Regions from separate parts of the Mus musculus genome. Here region 1 is linked to region 2. The links are chromatin contacts, called in public promoter capture Hi-C maps. All regions are on one chromosome and are shown on one strand. The core of a region is the stretch at or near the end of the contact, and the rest is flanking DNA. Distances in the headings are between cores, read along the strand shown.

The links. Promoter capture Hi-C pulls out the DNA fragments that hold promoters and counts their contacts.
Region 1: a contact with region 2 is called in a promoter capture Hi-C map of liver. The contact joins the promoter of Arhgap42 here to the enhancer-like site in region 2. A contact is called at or near these places in 8 of 39 promoter capture datasets (the 3T3-L1 cell line, the C10 cell line, cancer-associated fibroblasts and 2 more), 15 of 484 Hi-C or Micro-C datasets (the C2C12 cell line, cumulus cells, embryonic fibroblasts and 9 more), 7 of 115 datasets of contacts at active chromatin or transcription factors (a colorectal cancer cell line, craniofacial prominence, embryonic fibroblasts and 4 more) and 2 of 9 other capture datasets (adipose tissue and pancreatic islet).

Annotation. Positions count from the first base shown.
Region 1 is chr9:9,237,655-9,240,441 of GRCm38.p6, forward strand. It overlaps Arhgap42 (Rho GTPase activating protein 42), which reads right to left and starts at 1,373. Exons shown (of 24, transcript NM_001372563.1): 1 at 972-1,373. The coding sequence starts at 1,125. The region is part of intron 2 of Gm16833 (predicted gene, 16833); the gene reads left to right.
Region 2 is chr9:9,127,732-9,130,847 of GRCm38.p6, forward strand. All of the region lies in intron 3 of Arhgap42 (Rho GTPase activating protein 42), which reads right to left. Among named protein-coding and RNA genes, the nearest start is that of Gm16833, 110 kb to the right of the region's middle. Within about 2 kb of position 1,695, at least 30 of the 459 cell types and tissues checked have an H3K27ac peak or open chromatin away from gene starts, as enhancers often do. A contact at or near this core is called in the C2C12 cell line, adipose tissue, granulosa cells and 4 more, where this site is marked.

The DNA of each region.
Region 1 (2,787 bases), core at 123-2,622, 110 kb after region 2:
TTTTCAGAAGCTGAAGCCTTCCCAATTTTCCATGTAAGACACAAGTGGATTCTGGGAAAGGCAATGGTTAACGTTTAGCGTGTACTAAGTAATCCACTTGGTTCTCAGTATGAGAAAGCTTGAGTTGTAATAATGGAAGGGGAAGTTCTAAAGGAGAAACGAGTAAAGAATATCCTGAAGGGAGAAGTGTGGGAAAGATACTGACATCTACCAGGTCTGACTGAATGTAGACCTGAGCTCTCACCAATGACCAACACTGCACACCACACGATGCAAGCCAAAATTTAATACGAACAGAACACTCACAAGGGCTTTAAAATACACGGGTACCCTATTGGGTCCAAACAGCTTACCAATGGCCAAACTGCAGACGTGTATTTTTAAAAGGTCAAATCAATGACGAGTCATTGTTGTATGAAATTACTTTTCCTAAAGTATTATTAAATTCACTAGCTTCACTTTAACTCTCCAGACTCCCTTGTTTCCACTCTTCCCAGAGAGTTTGGCTTGCTTTGATTTGTTGTTGTTGTTGTTTGGTTTGTTTGTTTTGTTTATGAGACAGGGTCTCACTCTGTTGCCCTGACTGGCGTGGCTCTCTCCACCACCTTAAAACGAAAAATCAAAACAATTTAAAACAACAACAACAAAACCAACCCCCCACCAAAAACAACAACAACAACAACCAGGCACCGAAACTTTAGCAACAACAAACAAAAGTGAAAGTCTCTACCAACTTTTCACTGACAAGTCTCAAAAGTTGACTCTCAAGGGCTGTAGGGGAAACTTTTCCTCCCCAGTGTTGCCTGGGAAGTAAATCCGCACCACTAAGAACAGACTTTGTTGGCCACCAGCAGGGGAGCTCTTCAGCTTTTGTCCCCAATCCATTCAAACAAAAGAAGTTCGGTCTGGGGCTTCCCAACCAGGGTCCCGCACCCCATGGGGTCTTGCACACTTGGGGGCCCGTCACTCACTTCTCAGCGCCCCGATGAGCAGAGAGCCATCCTTCAGCAGCTCTTTGATGAACTTGTTGGTTCTCTCCAGCTCGATCTCGTGACACTGCAATCGCTCCCTAAAATCCGGGCTGTCCAAATACGAATCGCTGAACTCCAGAGTGGGCAGCCCCATGGCCCAGGCGCGGCGGCCGCTAGCTGCGGCGGGTGCGGGGACACTGCGAACGCGGGGGAGCGCTGGGGAGAGCGGAGGACTGGGCCCCGCGCGCCGGGCTCAGTGCAGCTGCCCCGAGGCCGGGCGGAGGCTCCGGGCGCTGTCACCGGCTCGCATCGTCGCTCGCTCGCACCGTGGGGGTGGCGAGGCTACAAGCTGTAGCGCAGAGGAGTCTTCTGACAGCGTCACTCGCTGACCCTGGGGACAGTGGCGCGCGCTTAGCTGGCGGCGCCTCACGGCGACTCGGGCCCGTAGGGAAACCCGCCCCCTGTGCGGAGCGCACGCGGGCCGGCCTGCAGCTCCCGGGCAGACCCTCCTCCACCCTCCCCGCCCCTCGCTGTCCCCGCCCGGTCCCCGCCCGGTCCCTGCGGTGCGCACTTTGCTCCCCGCACCCAGCACTGCTGTGTTGTAGCCTCACCCGATTCCTACCCGTCCCCGTCTGGGCCCACTGAGAGCGCCAGGCCCTGTGCGCCCCAAACCATCTCCAACCCCCAGCGTCCCCCTCAGGAACAGTCTGACTCCCACGTTAACCCCTGCGGGAACTACCACTTCCCAGCCGGTTCAAGTTTCACTTCAGGGTCCTGCCCATAAGTCCAAAATAGAAAGGATGTCCCGCCTGACTCCCAACCCCGCTGCATTGACCCATCAGTGAGGTGTGTTGGGTGTTATCCCTCAGTCTGTAAGAAAGGGGAATTGATTTTATTAACTCATTTCACATGTTATATACCCCTGTTTTAGTGTCTCTAATTGACACCTGGGTGGGTGGACCTACAAGTTCAGAGACTTTCATCGACTTGACCTGATCAAGCATTTCAAAGGAATCATTAATTCCTTTGGTGGTGGTGGTAGGTAATACCTGCATTCAACTGGCTGAAGCAGGAGAATTGCCAAGAGTTCAAGGCCAACATGGACTACACAGAGAAACACTGTCTCTGAGATGAATATATATATATGAATTCCTGCAAAGAGTCAATTAGCAGAGGTTGACCTAATAAATGTGCGTTCTGTTGAAACCCTGACAACAAAATAACCTACTATTTTATGTCATCCTGCACTCACCTGTAGCTTTTTTGAGAACTCCGTTACTTTTCTTAAGGATCTGTTTTTAATTTCTACATTTCCACTGCTTTGTATATTTGAACCATCTGTTTTTAAAAAAGAAAGGAAGGAAGGAAAAAAGAAACTTGTACAAATCATGGGAAAATCCACTGAAGTGCTTTACATTTTTTCCCAATTAAATTTCAGGAACCTTTAGCTGCAATTTTTTTCAGCCATACAATAACATTAAAAGTAGCATGTAAACAGCCAGGAATGGTGGTGCATGCCTTTAATCCCAGCACTCGGAAGGCAGAGGCAGGTGGATTTCTGAGTTCGAGGCCAGCCTGGTCTACAGAGTGAGTTCCAGGACAGCCAGGGCTACCCAGAAAAACCCTGTCTCGAAAAACCAAACAAACAAAACAACAAAACAAAACAAAAAGCAAAAATAGCATGTAAACTTTAAAACAGACAAAACCATGTAAACAGTATGCTTGATGACTTTTTTTAAATTCTCATTTTAAAAGCTTACATCCATATTTTTAGTACGAGTCTGCACACTTTAGAAATGTGTGATGACAGTTCTAT
Region 2 (3,116 bases), core at 445-2,944:
CCCCCACACCCATGAAATCCCATCAGGAGCCATGGAGAATGCTGCCTCCTTGCTGGCTCACTCTCTGCCTTGCCCCTACCTCATCACAGTACCTTTTGCAGTTACCTGCCTAGGAATGTACTGGGTACAGTGGGATGGACTCTCCTATATCAATTAGTAAGATGATAAATGATATAAAATGTGTAGGTATATCCAACCAGAAGAAATATTTCATAACCTCCCGGTGAGAATTCAGTTAATCACAAATTAAGTATGGCAAACCACAGCCATGTGTGTCCAGGGATTAGCTTACAATATTTCAACCGCTAATTCCTGGGTTAATAAATGTAAATCAGCCACTGTAAGCAAGTTCTCTGTAAGATAATGCTTCTCCTCTTAAGCAGCTTATATATTGAAGTTCAGAAAGATCGTTCAATAAGCAAAATAATAATAATACTTAAAGCAGTAACAATAAGGACAAGCACCAGAATGAAACTAAAACAGAGAGATGATAGGACCTTAACCTGTGAGGTACGGGTCAGAGTAACTCCTTGTGTGAGTCCCACCCTCTGTTGATGACTTTGACTGTTGGAAGAGACAGTGAAGCCAAAATGGCTGTGTGTGGACATAGGAAAAAATGGAGGAATGCCTTGGTGTCCTTGGTGCTTACAAACATGCCCCTGACTACAGAGAGGAGACACTATGGAGCGAAACAACAACAGGCACCTCAGAGACAAGACTGACCCCCTGACCAGAGGGCCATGGCTGTTTCCCTTCCCATATAAAGGCTGGTTAAAGACAAGAGGAAGAGAGGTCTTCAAGATGTAGATCCACTGTTGTCTCAGATGGCTGTGGCTCTCTGGATGAAGCACGGCTCCAATATTCACATAACTAAGTAGACCAAGCAAACAAGAAGAAAAGCAAAGTGCTCAGAGAGAACAAAGCTTGAAACTGTGCCTTGAACTATAACCTCCTCTCACCCCGTTACACCACACACACACATACACACACACAAACACACACACACACACACAAACCCATACCTCACACCCCCATACTTCACACTCCCACCCCACACTCCTCCCACCCTCCCACCCTCATGCTCCTCAACCCCTACTTAACTCTCCGGAGGATTTTCAGTGGAAAGAAGAACAGGTAAAAATACCCTCAACAGCGGGCTGGCGAGATGGCTCAGTGGTTAAGAGCACCGACTACTCTTCCGGAGGTCCCAAGTTCAAATCCCAGCAACCACATGGTGGCTCACAACTATCCGTAACAAGATCTGACGCCCTCTTCTGGAGTGTCTGAAGACAGCTACAGTGTACTTACATATAATAAATAAATCTTTAAAAAAAAAAATACCCTCAACAGGACATGCATTCTTGCCACATTGAGGGTGAGGACACATGGCAAAAGTACAGAAAAAGCAGCCTGCTACACAGGCTCTGGCAACAGCCACAGTACACGAGGCCCTGAAACTCGCAGCCCAGAGTCAAGACTATTTCATGAGCTACCATAGGAGTGCAGAATGTGGTTAAAGGACACAGGAATGTGAATTACATATTATATTGGGCAACCCTTGTTTTTCACACTGTTGTTATTTGTAAGGTTGTATTCCTCCTGAGGCTTCCAAAGGCCATTACTACAGAGTGGAGGAAGGGCCACTGAGGAACCCCTGACCTGAAATTGAACCCAACGCCTGCACAAACAAAAACAAGAACCCTGAAACCACCATGGAAAAAACCCTTGGTGCAAGTTGCCAGGAACTTCCCATGAGACAGGCCCAGCTATTAGTAATTGTTATCTATGATTCCACACAGGGAAGAGCTGGCAAAATTAAAGCAACTACTCTCTCTGGGTGAATGAGAGGGATTTTTGTGTCATAAGTAACTTGGACATTGTCTTTCATGTTTCACAATACAAATGTCTATTGATCCAGGCATGTAGGTTCTGGTTTACCAAGAAACAATATATCATAGCCTATCTATACACTGAATCTGCTTCTTTTGTGTCCAAGTTAGGCTTAATTGAAAATAATCTGGACCTAAGTGAGATGACAACCTTGTAATAGCATAGGACAGATAGTGTCCCTTCTGGAGTGAGAGTGGTATATTTAGGCCAAAGACTGCTCCACCATGTGATAGCAGACATCACTAATGGAGCCCCGTCTTCCTAGGGGATCTGCTATGAAGTCATGACTTCTCAGAGTTTCACTTTAGAAATTAATGCAAATTTAGGGACAGTTTTCATCTCTCTTCTGGGTTACTAAAAAGCAACTTTGAAAAATTCAGAGGATCTTTTTTTATAGGAGTCACAAAATAGCAGTCTCAAAAATAAATGGTTTGACCACTCTATTTAAAGTAAGTTAATTCTTTCCTTACAAGTTCAGGGTGAGAGGCTCTGCTTCAAAGGAATCAAGCAGAGAGTGACACGAGAGGTACCTGACATTCTTGGTAAATACAGGCATGTGTACACACACACCACACACACACACACACACACACACACACACACACACACACACAAACTACATAGAAATATTTAACAATACAAGATTCTGGTGTGGGGCCGCTTTCACAATCATAGTTGTGGCATAATTACAGGGCCAGTGTGAGCTTGAAACACCACAGCGTTTCATGCGGTGAGAACAATTCAAACACAATGATAAAACTCAAAATCAGATTTAGTCCTAGAAAACACGGGCTTAAATCCTGGAGAAAGACAAAAGTGATTTCATGCATTGGGAATCTGGAGGGTATATAGGAATATATACCACATTACTTATAGCTGCCTGAATACTAGATGTTTAATGAAATGATAAGAGGCATATACCAACCATAATCAAGGGAAAAGGTTTAAATGTGCTTCAATTATATATACACAGCACAGACCATGCTCAGGATTGACATAGCAACTGCTAGTCTCCAGGCACTTTTGTTTGGCTAATAGTTTTATGCTAATCAGTTCAAATCTATGAAATTAACTTACCCACAAAGCAGAGGTGATCTTTAAAAGAGGTTAAATGGAAACTTATAAGATAGATGAGCCAACAAAGGCACTTTCCACAAAGCCTGACAGACTGAGTCCCATTCCCAGGACTCAGTTGTTGAAGATAGAACCAACTCTTACAGCTCGTC